Linked DNA regions of Ovis aries: region 2 is linked to region 1. The links are chromatin contacts, called in public Hi-C maps. All regions are on one chromosome and are shown on one strand. Each heading gives the region's core, a stretch centred on a gene start, on an enhancer-like site or on the middle of the called end of the contact. The rest is flanking DNA. Distances are from core to core; before and after follow the strand shown. Region 1 holds the start of DMAC2L (distal membrane arm assembly component 2 like). Region 2 overlaps NIN (ninein).

The links. Hi-C and Micro-C count contacts between places; a contact is called where the count stands out from the background.
Region 2: a Hi-C map of blood shows a contact between it and region 1, with 2.8 times the contacts expected there. The contact joins the enhancer-like site here to the promoter of DMAC2L in region 1. A contact is called at or near these places in 3 of 16 Hi-C or Micro-C datasets (blood and tail adipose tissue).

What each region holds. Positions count from the first base shown.
Region 1 is chr7:41,451,848-41,459,014 of ARS-UI_Ramb_v3.0, forward strand. DMAC2L (distal membrane arm assembly component 2 like) reads left to right here and starts at 4,602. Exons shown (of 5, transcript XM_004010512.6): 1 at 4,602-4,661. It overlaps L2HGDH (L-2-hydroxyglutarate dehydrogenase), which reads right to left and starts at 4,504. Exons shown (of 9, transcript XM_042252308.1): 1 at 4,287-4,504. The coding sequence starts at 4,426.
Region 2 is chr7:41,877,950-41,885,116 of ARS-UI_Ramb_v3.0, forward strand. NIN (ninein) reads right to left here. Exons shown (of 32, transcript XM_042252313.2): 7 at 4,333-4,372; 8 at 2,668-2,858. Among named protein-coding and RNA genes, the nearest start is that of NIN, 51 kb to the right of the region's middle. Within about 2 kb of position 3,957, at least 8 of the 54 cell types and tissues checked have an H3K27ac peak or open chromatin away from gene starts, as enhancers often do.

The sequences.
Region 1 (7,167 bases), core at 3,352-5,851:
GGAGAAAATCTTTGGTATCTAGGGCTACTTGAAGAGTTCACATCAAAAGCATGACCCATAAAGGAAAAAATTGATAAACTGGACTTCATCAAAATTAAAAGTTTTTGCTCTGCAAAAGACTCTGTTAAGGGGATAGGATGATGGGACAAATTGGGAGAAAACACTTGCAAACCATATATATGACCAAGGACTCAATTCTTGAAATAAACAAGTCATTTAGAGAATGGGCAAAAAATATGAACAAACATTTCATCGAAGAAGATAGATATAAACATGGCAAATAAGTACATGAAAATATGCCTTTAGTCATTAAGGAAATGCAAACTAAGACTACAATGAGATATCACTACACCCCTATCAGAATGACTTTTTTTTTAAAAGTGGTAACACCAAATGCTGATGAAGATGAGAAGAATTGGATCAACTCACACATTACTGGTAGGAATGTAAAATAGTACAACCACTCTGGAAAAAAGAGTATGGCCCTTTCTTAAAAAACTAAACATGCGCTTACTACACGTCTTAGCAACTGCACTCTTTGGCATATATCTGGAGAAAAACATTGTTCAAAAGAATACACGCACCCCAGTGTTCACTGCAGAGCTGTTTACAATAGCAAGTCATGAAGCAACTGAAATGTCCATCAACAAATGAATGGACAAAGATGCGGTGCGTATATACAATGGAATATTACTCAGTCATTAAAAAGAAATAATGCCATTTTCAGCAATATGGATGAACCTGACGATTATCAAACTAAGAGAAATAAGTCAGATAAAGACAAATATCATACATTGCTTAATTGGGCAATCTAAAAAAATGATACAAATGAACTTATTTACAAAACAGAAAGACAGACTTAGAGAATGAACTAGTGGTACCCAGGGGGTAAGATAGGTGGGGGGAGGGATAGATAGATTGGGAATTTGGGATTGACAGGTACACACTGCAATATTTAAAACTGATAACCAGCGAGGACCTACAGGGAACTCTGCTCAATATTCTGTAATAAGATAATGGAAAAAGAATTAGAAAAAGAACAGATACATGTATGTATATAACTGCATCACTTTGCTGCATACCTGAAACTAACACAACATTGTTAATCAACTATGCTCCAATATAAGAGAAAATATGAATATGAATTCACTTGACATCAGATTTCTAAATTGTGACAATGACATCCATAAGTCAGTAGAGCCACTTCCTTGGTGGTCCAGTAGTTAACTGCCAACACAGAGGGTGAGGGTTCCACCCCAGGCCCAGGAAATAAAGTCCCACATGCTGCACGTTGTAGGCAAAAGACAGAAAGCAAACAAACAAACAAAAGAAGCCAAAAAACAAAACAAAACAACAACAACAACAACAACAACAACAACAAAAGTCAATGAAGTAGTAGTTTCAGGAAGAAAAAAAGGATTTCTAACCTAGAGTTAAACTGTATCATTTAAATATGAGGATTCAATAAAGATATTCTTAGATAAAAAAGGCTACAGGAACTTTAACATGCAAGAGACACTCCTAAAAACACTACTGTACCAAAATTTAATGAGTTATCAACTCAAGAAGTTAAATACAATAAGGAAAAATAATATATACAGATGTATATAAAACAAACATATATATAATAAAATATAACAAAGAAGAAAAATCCTTTATTTGCAAAGATTTATAAAGTAGACAAATCTCTGGCAATAGTAATGAGGAAAAAAGTGAGATGACACAAATAAATAATATAAGGAAAAACATGTAAAGACATGACAATGATCTTAAACCTAATCAAAGAACATTATGAAGATCTATGTGCTAATAAGTTTGATAACGTAGATGAAATGGGGTGAGGGACTCAAGCAAAATTACTGAGACAAGAAGAAATAGAAGTTTGGAATCAATTGCTATAAATTAGTCATCAAAAGCTTTCCACCTAAACACACACACACACACACACACACACACACACACACAGAGTGTGTAAATTTTACCAAAATTTCAAGGAATGGATAATCTCTATCATCGAAGATGTTCCAGAAAAATTTAAAAAGCTGAAAACTCCCTAACTCATTTTATGAAGTACCTGTGACTCAGGTGCCAAAACTGGATGTTGGTGTTGTTTAGTCGCTAAGTCATGTCTGTCTCTTTTGTGACCCCATGGACTGGATCCTCTGTCCATAGGATTTTCCAGGCGAGGATGCTGGAGTGGGTTGCCATTTCCTTCTCCAAGGGATCTTTCCAATTCAGGGACTGAACTCGTGTCTCCTACTTGACAGGTAGATTCTTTACCACTGAGCCACTTGGGAAAGCCCTAAAGTGATAAAGTGTTAGTTTCCAAATCATGTCCGACTCTTAGTGACACCTTGGACTGTAGCCCACCAGGCTCCTCTATCCGTGGAATTTCCCAGGCAATAATATTGGAGAGGGTTGCCACTTCCTTCTCCAGGGGATCTTCCCAACCCAGGGACTGAACCCAGGTCTCCTGCATTGCAGGCAGAGGCTTTACCATCTGAGCTACCAGGGAAATCCCCAATACTGGATAAGAAATACAAAACAGCATTAAAAAAAAAAAAGAGCATATTCTATACAAGTAAAATCCAGCTGAAAGAATATAAGACATTATTTATCATAGCAACAAAACAATAAGGGAATCTAAGAATTAACCTAAGAAAAAACGAACTTCACAGAGAAAAATTTTAAACTCTATTAAATAACAAAGGCGTGTGTGTGCATGCTCAGTCGTGTCCAACTCTTTGCCATCCCATGGAGAATACTCCTCTGTCCATGGTATTATCCTGGCAAGAATACTGGAGTGGGTTGCCATTTCCTCCTCCAGGGGATCTTCTGGACCCAGGGATCAAACCTGTGTTTCCTCCCACTCCTGCACTGACAAGTGGATTCTTCTACTGAGCCACCTGGGAAGCTCCTAAATAACAAATGAGTATGCATAAATGAAAAGATATGCCAAGTTCATGGATGGGAAAACTCAAAATTATAAAGAAGCAATTCTCCTCCAAATCTATCTACCTAATATAATTTCAATTTTCAAAATAATCTTTTAAGATACTAAATGTTATATAGAATAAAGTCTGTAAGTAGTGAAGCAATTAAAAAAAAACGAGTGCATGGAAAACTGATGAAAATCTGAACAAGGTCTATGGATTGTGCTAATATCCTTTTCCTTGTTTTGACAGTTATTACAGTTAGGTAAGATGTTGGAGCAAATTGGGTGAAAAAGGGTACATGAGAGCTCTCTGGTCTGGGTTTTTGTGGGTTTTCTTTGGGAAGGGGGACTTCCTATGGATCTTTAATCATTTCAAAATTAAAAAAGTATAAACAAAACCTTCACTAACCTTACTTTTCTTCCCTTAAGAAAAGGTTCCCAAAAGAACACGATGAATCACAAATCCTATTCCACACTAATTCCCCTCCAACCCACTAATACACAGCAGCCAGAATCAACTTTTGAAACATCAACATTTAATCACGTCTTTAAAAGTCTCCCAGAGCCCTTAGAATAAAATTCCACGTGCAGTTAAAGCAAAACCTCTGCTGTGATGTAACCCCTCTCCGGTGTCTTTCCACACCATCCTCTGTTCCGCCAAGCTCCACTCACACTCATGTTGCCCACATGCTAGTTCCCGAAAAAGAGCCAAGAGCTTTCCAGCTTTGAAACCTTCGCATAAACCGCTCCCCATACAGAGAGCAGGTAAAAAACAGTAATTTCATACGTGATCTCCACATTTCAAATCACAGGACGCTGAATTCTGCAGGGTTTGATTAGCAGCTGAGCTGCTTCTCATACGGACAACTCTATGCAGCCGTGTGTGTGCCAGGGAACGGAATGATTTAAGACCGGTTTCAGATGTTCCAAGTAACATCAGGAAGACCAGCGAACAAACAGCACGTTTAATTGCTTACAGTGTGTGAGGTCCTTTTAATCCTCAAAACGACCACTTGCGCGAGAGACTAGGTTCCGATTCACAACTGAGCCTTAAAGGAGCTTAAGCAACCCGCCCAGGGTTGAATGGGAAGCGGTGGAGTTGTATTCAAAGCCAGGACTGTTCTTGACCTCTACTCGACACTGCCTTTCTTATTCTTCTCCTCTCGCCCACAAGCCTACGAGTGATCCAGCCAGATAGCTCCTGGGATCTGAGGCTGGAGCCCGGGCTTCACAGGATCCCGACCTTCTCTCTCGCCGAGGACAGCGAAGAAGAGCAGAGGCAGAGGTCCAGCACTAGGCACCTCCAAGAGAGGCAGCGCAGACCGCGGGGGGCGGGCCAGCGGGTACTCACCTGGTGCTGGCTCTGCGGCCACCCTGGCACAACAGCCGGGATTTCCCCGACGCGGGTGTGCGCGCCGCGGAGAAGCCCCCGGGGAAAATCCCGCGGGCCCGTCCGCAGACACTGCCCAGGTAACGCAGCGCGGGTCCCATCGTCTGGGCCCCTTTCCCTGCCTCAAGCTCTAGAAGCCAGCCCTTGAGACCTGCAATGCCCGCGTCCCAGCGCCCTCTAGCCCCGCCCCCCAGGCAGAGGCCAATGAAGGGCGCACCTTCGCCCCACGTGGGCGCAGCCGCCAGTGGCCAATGGACGCGCGCGGCGGAGGGCGAAGGGCAGGCCTGCGCCGCCGTAGACGCTGGGGACGCCAGCTTGCTCCTTCCTTTTGCCGCCGTGAGTAGAGGAGCTAGGCCCCGAGAGGGGCGGGACTAGTGGTGGTCACCCTCTCCCCTTTCCCTTCTCCCATCTCTGGGCTAACTGAAAATCTGGCCCGCCGAGTCAGGCGTCCTCGACCTGCACAGCCCAGCGGACTTGGCGCCGCAGGACAAAGTCTGGGGATGATGATGGTGAAAATTCTCGTTAGGGCAGGCCCAGAGGCCCTCCTTTCCTCCAGCTAGGCCCCGCCCCCTCGACCCCTCCCCGCGTCCCTCGTGGCTCCGCCCTCTCAACCTCGCCTCTTCCTAGCCCCGCCCCACGTCCCTAGCGGCTTCTTGCGGAGAACCTCTGTCTCCAATGAGTCTCCTACAGAGCGGAGTGCTCACTAAAGGGCACAGTCCAGCCCCAACCTTCTCCAGACCGAGGCTCTGTCATGGCGACGCCTGATAGTCTGCTGTTTTCTGGCCATCCATATATGTGGCTCCTGACATGTCATTCATTATTGGTCTTGTAAATATTGAGCGCATAAATGAAACAGACTGCTCGGTCTCTGCCGTCATTTAGCGATCTGTTTCCTTTTTTTTTTTTTTTTTTTAATACTGGCCTGGTTTTAAATATGCTTTGCAGGCCTGGAAACAATGATTCACCTGTGCATGTCACTTCACCCCTGTTTAGCTATAAAATGAGGGAAGCAGGCTCTGTAGTCTCTGAAAGACCTGTGTCAGATTACGTGATCCTCTAGCTCTGTGCCTAACACCTGTTGTCAGCGTTTGATGGAAGGCTTTGTTTTTTGTTTTTTGTTTTTTAATTTTTAGGGTCAGGACAGCTGAGCAAAACAAAAATAGAACGATGTAACTTTATTACTGTATTTGGATTTAGTGGTAAAGAATATGCTTCCAGTGCCAATGCAGGAGGCGCAGGTTCAGTCCCTGGGTCCGGAAGATCCCCTGGAGTAGGAAATGGCAACCCACTCCAGGATTTTTGCCTGGAAAACTCTGTGGACAGAGGAGCCTGGCGACCTGCAGTCCATGGGGTGGCAAAGAGCCGGACACCACTGATCACCCCATGGGCACTGACTTTATTGCTGGGAAAACTTACTTGCCTGTCTGAATTTGGCTCCAGTTATTAGTCACATAGCTTGGGAAAGTGGAGTCACCCCTTTCCCTCAGCCCCTCCTGTGTGAACTATGAGTGATGTAGGGTCCCCCTCATAGGACTTTTTATGAGCAAGATAAGGCTCATCAGATGTTTAGCACAGTAAAATGCTCAATAAAATGATGGTTTTTATTATGTTTATATGGTTTTTATCACTTGGATAGTTATGCATATTTTCTTTGTGAAAATAATGTGGAATGTTGCCTGCTTGTTCATCACAAATGAAAAATAAGATATTCATTTTTAGTTTTTAATTTTTTATTAGAAAATTTCTTAATTTGAATTTTGAGTTAATTGTAGATTTCCATGCAGTTGTAAGAAACAGTAGAGATCCTGTGTACCCTTTACACAGTCTTCTCAAATAGTAACATCTTGTAAAAGTTTGATACAACAGCATAACCAGGAACAGCCCATGGATCTTATTCAGATAGCCTGTTTTGCATTTGTGTTTGTGTTTAGTCCTGTACAGATTTTATCACACCTGTATAGATTCTCCTTCTTCTTATTATTATTAGTATTATTTTTGGTCATGCAATGGGGCTTATGGAATCTTAGTTCTCTGACTATGGATGGAACTCTGAACCCTGGCAGTGAGAGTGTCCCAACCACTGGACCGCCAGGGACCTCCCCATGTGTAGAATGTTGTAGGCAAGCTACAACACAGATCCATCACCACCAAGATCCCTCCAGCAAGGCACCCTCTTACCCATTCTGTTCTCACTTTCTAAAATTTTGACATGTCAAGAATGTTACATAAACAAAATTATATAGTATGTAACTTTTTGGAATTGACTTTTTCACTTAGCATTATCCCATGAGAGCCATCCAAATTGTTGCATGTATTGATAGTTCATTCTGTCTTATTGCCGTGAAGTATTTCATGGTATGAATGTACTACAACATGCTTAACCATTCACCCTTTGGAGGATAACTGAGTTACTTCTAGTTTTTTGACTATTTCGAATAAAGCTGCTATGAAACTTAGTGTACAGCTTTTTGTGTGAGCCTGTTTTTGTTTCTCTGGGATAAATGCCCAAGAGTCCAATTGCTGGATCATCTGATAAGCACATGTTTAGCTTTGTAAGTGCCAAACTCCTTTCCAAAGTGGCTGTACCATTTTACATTCCCACCAGCAATGTTGAGTGATCGAGTTCCTCTTCAGTGTCGCCACCTTTTGGTACTATCACTATTTTTTATTTTAACCATTGCACAGGATTGTAGTTGATTTATTACTAGGTTGAGTATAGAATTATACAATCTAGGGTCTGTGGTCAGGCTTTCATGAGTCAGTCCATAGTAGTAACTGTTTTACTCTTCTGTGATTTTGAGCCTGTACTTCCTAGTTTAGCAAAGTGAAAGAACTCAAAATA
Region 2 (7,167 bases), core at 2,707-5,206, 430 kb after region 1:
TGATAAGAATGCAAGTCAGTGGGCAACTGGGACACACCCTGCAGCCTATGCAGGAGCTAAACCTAGAACCCTGAGGACATTCTTCCTCTCTATCACCAGCCAGGTCTTTGGATGGCTGATTTCCCAATGTGTAAGTTGGGAAATAGCCAGAGGGGCCAGGAAGGTGATATAAATGAATGAGGCAGCATGGTCTTAAGACATTTAAAAGGCTACAGTCCTGATGAGATGGATGAAACTGGAGCCGATTATATAGAGTGAAGTAAGCCAGAAAGAAAAACACCAATACAGTATACTAACACATATATATGGAATTTAGAAAGATGGCAATGACGACCCTGTATGCAAGACAGGAAAAAGACACAGCTGTGTATAACGGACTTTTGGTCTCAGGGGGAGAGGGAGAGGGTGGGATGATTTGGGAGAATGACATTCTAACATGTATACTATCATGTAAGAATTGAATCGCCAGTCTATGTCTGACGCAGGATACAGCATGCTTGGGGCTGGTGCATGGGGATGACCCACAGAGATGTTATGGGGAGGGAGGTGGGAGGGGGGTTCATGTTTGGGAACACATGTAAGAATTAAATATTTTAAAATTAAAAAAATAAAAAACCAAAAAAAAAAAAAAAAAAAAGGCTACTTGGAAGCCTTTTAAAGCAGTGAACGGAACATTTGAGTGCATGCCCTGTCCAGAGGGGCTAGCCATTTCTCATTACCAGAAAAATGGAGACAAATCTTCTGATTTTCAGAAAAAATCTCCGATTTTAAAAAGTATAGCAAATAGTTCAATTTTTAAACATTGTGTAGGTCACCTGGCCTTTGGGTCATATCTGGCCTCTAGACTTCCCAGGTGGCTCAGTGGTAGAGAATCCTCTTGCCAAGCAGAAGACCCAGGTTTGATCCCTAGAGAAGGAAATGGCAACCCACTCCAGTATTCTTGCCTGGAAATCCCCCAGACAGAGGAGCCTGGTGGGCTGCAGTTCACGGGGCTGCATGAGTCAGGCATGACTTGGCAACTAAACAACAAGGGTGATGGTTCGTCTTCACTGCCCTACAGCCATGTTGGCTTCTAGAAGGCAGGGCACTAGCTTCAGCTATAAGACAGTCAATCCAGTTTCCCTTCATGCTGATGGCAACATGCAGCAGTGACCTCTTTCTTTATCTATAAAATGTGGGGTGACTAAATCTAAAATTGCTTTCAGTTGTAAAATTCTAGGATTCCAAGCTGTGTGTTAGTGAGATCATCATGAACTTTCAGCTCCGCTGTGGTCTAGAGCTAATAATACAAAAGCACTATAGTATTTCATGATTTTGGCAGGGAGGAAAAACACTAAATAAAAGCTACATTCAATTAGCAATCCTTCACTCATCCTCACAGCAGAGGAGAATAAATGTGCTGCTTCTTTTCCTGGATTCTGGAAACTCCACCACAGAAGAAAATGCAACTCCCCATAAACAGCTACAGTTTATTCCAAGATTTGTTCTTAGATAAATAATCCAAGTTTGTGCAATATTCCTTGGCAAAAACAACCCAAGGTTCTGTACACTGCACTGGTTTATAATTTAAGAGGACGAATTTAATTTTATGACTCAACAGTCACCACTGATAAATAAATGACTCTGGAGCCATTAAAAGGTAGTCAGAGAGTGTGCAATGGTCACATACACATGGGAGGAGGAGGTGGAACTTTTCTGCAAGCTAGGCTACTTGGAAGCTTTTGATAATAAATCTCATTCTGGTTTAGGAAAATAATACCACTTCTCCTCTGAGCAAGCAGATAACATGGTTTTGAATATCATTATAATCAAAGTTTCCCAAAGCTTGTACAACTGTAGCCCTAACCTCTAACTCCCTTCGATCCTTATTTTCAACTCTTTGAAAGACGTGTCTTGGAATTAATTACAATCTTTTGTTTCATGGCTGTTCATGCACCCGGTCCTGCCACCCCTCTTAATTTTTTAGAAAATGTGAAGTTGAGAATTTTACCAAGCAAGAGCATCGTGGGGGCTTCTTCAAGACTCTTTTGTTGTACGTTTTTAAAACCACCAACGTACCCTTTTCCATTTCCTCATGACCCAGATTATTGTGATGACTCCTGGCTGGTGTCCTAATCTATGGCTCTCTTTACACCAATATACCCCATAAAAGAAGTTCAGACCAGCCTTAGCAAGTAAGTTTTTCCAATGTATTATGTAATCTGCTAAAGAACTCTGGGGTGATATGGAGATTCTCTCTCCAAAGACTAAACTCATCAGCCTGGCCTTCAAAGTATTCCCGCAACTCAACCCTCCTGAACTCTCTGCCTTGTCCTGCCTCCACACCTTTCTCACCTCTGACTCTGTGAATGCCACACCTACAAACAGACTGACATCATGGCTACCCTGAGCTGGGGTCTGATAATGATGTGGGGTAACATGCTTAGCACAGTGAGGCACACACAGTTTGGGTTCAGTAATTATCAGCTATCGTCGGTTCTTTTTTTCCCATGACAAACATGAGGTCTTCAGAGACAGAAACTTGATGGCTGACTTGCCAGGGAAAAAAGAGAATGGAGTCTCTGTAACTTTCGGCAGGAAACCAAAACATGGCTGTCTCCAGCTTGTGGCCAGGTTAGCTTGTATCACGATTACTATCCCTGAATAAAAATACAACGCAACGCTCACCTCTCCATCGACATTCTGCAAACCATACTGCTCGCAGATGGAGACCAGCTTCTTTCGGTTTAGGTGACCATCACGAGTGATCCCCAAATCTTCACAAACCTCCTGCAGTTTCTCTTCTATCCAGTCTTGGGGAGCCAAAGACCCACTCTGTGAGGCTTTCAAGTCATCTGGGTTCCAAAATCTTAACTGGCCTAAAATAAAAGCATATATTATATTGTCCCTAAAAGAACTGCACAGAGAGAGCACCTATACTCAAAGAAAAATGTGCTTTTTGAAAATAAATGCTCTAAAAAAGAGATCACCAAGTGTTGATTTGATCCAGAAGTTCAAATGAAGTAGAACCATTGGTTCTTAGGCTGCAATGAAGGCCAACAGGCACTCTTTTGTTCACTGGCAGTTATACCCCTATAAGAAATATTCCGGTGCAGTCATGTCAAGGTTCTAGGTTTGTTCTATTTCAAAGAAAAATGTGCACAGGCTTAGGCTTTGGTGTGACTGAAAGAGAAGGCTGGTTGAGAGCCATTCTAAAGAGCTTTATACATCCTACCTCAACTATAGCTACCGGACTTTATTATCTCTACTCTCTTTCTAGTCTAAGCACTGTTTTACTGAAAAGGAAATAATTTCATGGTAAATATCATTAAGTAATGATAACAGTCTCAAGAGTAGCCTGTTTCTAAATCTTTACACATGACTATTCTAAGCAACCTAACTTAAAAAAATCAATGGTTGCAAGTCATTATCTGTGCATTAAGGAGAGTGGATTCCCTGGTGGCTCAGTGGGTAACAAATCTGCCTGCAATGCACGAGACCTGGGTTTGATCCTTGGCTCAAGAAGATCTCCTGGAGAAGAGAATGGCTGCCCACTCCAGTATTCTAACCTGGAGAATTTCATGAACAGAGGAGCCTGGTGGGCTTCCATGGGGTCGCAAAGAGTCAGACACAATTGAGTGACTAAGCACATATTAAGGATAAGTTCTATTTGAGGATACAAGGATCAGCCTACTTATTTAAAAATAAATACTTTTTCTCTATGAAAAGTTCCCACTTCTAGTTAAGATTTCTACTTTCACATTAGAGATTCTGTCATTACTTAAACATGAGCTAATTATTGGCATGATACTGTGTGTCTCCAAGAAACTTGGAGGTTGAGAAGAGTATTTAGTGCTACCCTTAATATTTATTAAGGACATTAAGCCCATTACTGCTGTGTCTTTACAGGTTGGAGACCTAGAGAATTTGTAATTACACCGAAGTACAGCTAATCCACGGTAGGCTGTGAAGTGGGTAGAGATCTGTCAGCTGAACCACAGTGCCATCTGCTGGTGAGGAGATCACCATGAAACCTGTCGAGGGATGCATTTAATCAGTAAATCATTTAGGATGGTTTATAGATTACTGTGAAAGTCTATGTAAGACAGTAATTAACTCATAAGTGAAATTCCACATCTCAGTTGCCATATCTTGCATGATGTTAAGTCCAATGACTTAAAACTATGAGGTATCAATTGGGAGTGAATTTTTTTGTGGCTGCTGTACTTCAGGTTGCTTCTTAGCTGGCCTCCAGCAGGTAGGGCTATAGGAAGATGGGAAGGGGTTGTGGAGAACGCCCTGTGAATGCAGCCCTTCCCTCCCAGGCCGGCCCGGCACACCCTCAGTTCCTACCTTCTGCTTCATACTCCTCACTGCGCTGCGCCTTCCAGTGCTAGGGGAGGCAAGAGGAGGAGGTTAGTGTGCTTCAGAACCAAGCCTGCTCTTCCAAGACCAGATCACTCTCTGGCTCTGATGTCATCATCTGAGTAAGTCACATGATTCAGGACCCGCTAGCATTTATCCAGGCAGGCTCTCCTCAATCAGCGAGCCAGCAGAGAGCAGGTGAGTAAGAAATACCACGCAGCCTTCTGCAGCATCTCACCAAGGATTTGCCCTGTGAGCTGATGTCACTTATTCAATAGCAAAACCTAGCACAGCCAATAAAATCAGGCCAAAGCCAATATTCAGAATCCACCACCTGAGAAGAGTTTATACACATGCGTTTATGAGTTTGTTCTTCAGTAAATGTTTAGTAAGTGTGAGGTATCATGCTACATCGTTGGAAAACAACCATGAACAGGACAAGCACAGTTCTTCTCTCATGAGGTTTATATGCTGACAAAGTCGGGCAGACAAGAAAACAGAAACAATACTGTAGTGTATTAAGTGCTGTTATGGAGGAGTTCAAGAATGGGTACCTAATTAGGGTATCCATCAGCCTCGGAAGTTCAGGGTAGACTTCCTGAAAGAAGCAAGCTCTGACTGAGACTTGAGGGGTAAGCTGGAGATAGCCAAGTGGAAAGATAGGAGCAGACTGTTTGCTGACCCATGAGACAAGAATGAGACAGGTGTGTTTGTGGCACAATGAGGAGACAGAGGTGCAGCCCCAAACAAGTAGGCTAGAAAGCTCAAGTTAAAATGTACATTATCAGTGAATTACTACATTAAAAACAGTGAAACTGATCTGCACTGGATCATTTTGCCCCTTATCATGCTATGTTCTACTGAGTCTTTTCCAAGTCACAGCATACAGGTGTAGTTTGTATATTGCACAAAAGCACCCAGCCCAGGGCACCCGTCAGAATCAAAATTCAGCCCTCGCTCCATGAGCCAAGCATGGCACAAATCTGCTTCCAACCAGTGGCCGTGAGTAGGTACACAGTGATCTTTGACCTCATCAGCAAGGTTCCTAATTACTCTTGTTAGGAGGTTCTACAACCACCGCAGTCAGGTAACCCTGTTAAGAAAAGTGTATCCCCCTTTTAAAACCTCCTGCTGTCTCAGCAAAGATCCAGCTTTATGAATGAAGAAGCTACCTTTGATAACTGATGCAAAGAGAAGACTCATTGGAAAAGACTCTGATGCTAGGAAAGACTGAAGGCAAAAGGAGAAGGGTGCAGCAGAGAATGAGATGATTAGACAGCATCACCAACTCAATGGACATGAATTTGCGCAAACTCCATAGTGGAGGACAGAGGAACCTGGCGTGCTGCAGTCCCTGAGGTCGCAAAGAGTCAGACACGACTTAGTGACTGAACAGCCTTTGACAACACATAAATAACCAGTCCACTCTCCTTGGTGGCCGAACTGTGCAAGGGGAACTTTTTTCTTAGATTCTTGAAATGAACTCAACAGGGAAACAAACCTAATTAACTCTCATCTCCAGAGCTTGGATCCCTCATGGCAGACAGTGCACAATCTAAAATTCTTCAGTTAAACGTTGATTTCTTTTAGTAACTTGTTCAAGTTGATACGAGTTGAAGTTCCTACAGCTAACCTAGGCACATCTATTTTGTTCCTCTCTTCTTAATTGAAGGATAACCATCTACCAGGATTTCACAGCTCCATATTTCACTCAGAAAGATACTGCATAGAGCACCGATTCAAAGAGCTCACCAAGATTCGCCACACTAACCTGAAACCCCAAACTGACAGTGCTGAGATAAGTTATCCTTGCCATAGAGAGACATTCAAAGGCTATAACTCAAAATATAAAAGCTCACTACAACTCACAGATTACAACTCAAAGTCACTAAAACGGATGATAAGTATAGGGACTGTGGCACAATGTGATTTTTACTTGATTGTGATTACAATTTTATTGGCCCACATTTCCACACCACAAATCTGACGAATGGGTGATGTGTTGGGGATTGGGGAGGGAGCAATGGAGGAAATAGACCTCCATAGATTTTTCTTACACTGTTGTTTCTAGGCAGAATTCAATTGTTTTTATTTGTAAAGTATACATTTTTATGCCTCCTAATAAAAGCATCCTGCCTGTCTATCCCTCCACATTTATTTCCTCAACCAACAGAGCAAATGCTCATATTATTGCAGCACCCAAAATGGTGAAAATTCATCATTCAGCATGTAAGTTGGAAACACCCTAAAATGAAATCCATTCAGTCCACCTGAAAAAAATACAGTAGGTTGCTGTGATCTAAGAACCATCAGTCAAAATAAAACCTATCGAATCACATGCAGGGGATGATTTTTTAACAGCAGAAATGAAATGAGACATGGCAGAATAGGTACCACTGGACAAGCCGCTGCCGGGACAATAGTTGGAAAAATGCAAACACACCCCTTCAAAAAATGCTCTGCAACAATTCCTAACACAACACGGTGTGTGTCTTGCTATAGAAAAATGTATTTCTTCCATTTTCTCACTTCTCAACTCATTAAAAATAGTGAACAATTAATTAGTTCAGAGGAGCAAGAGGCTTCAGTGTACTATTTCCAAAATCTCATGAATCTATGCAACTGGGTGCCTCATCTGATTCCCGCTTCCCTGCCACCCCTCCTCCCCGATTCTCACATCTGACTATTGAGGGTGGGAATCAGACTGTCACCTGGCTCTGAACCCAGGCTTACCTACTGGGTTTGAGCTTGAACACATTTCTTAATCTCTTTTGCCTCAGTTTCTCCATCTATAAAATGGGAATAAAGTAGTACATATTTCAC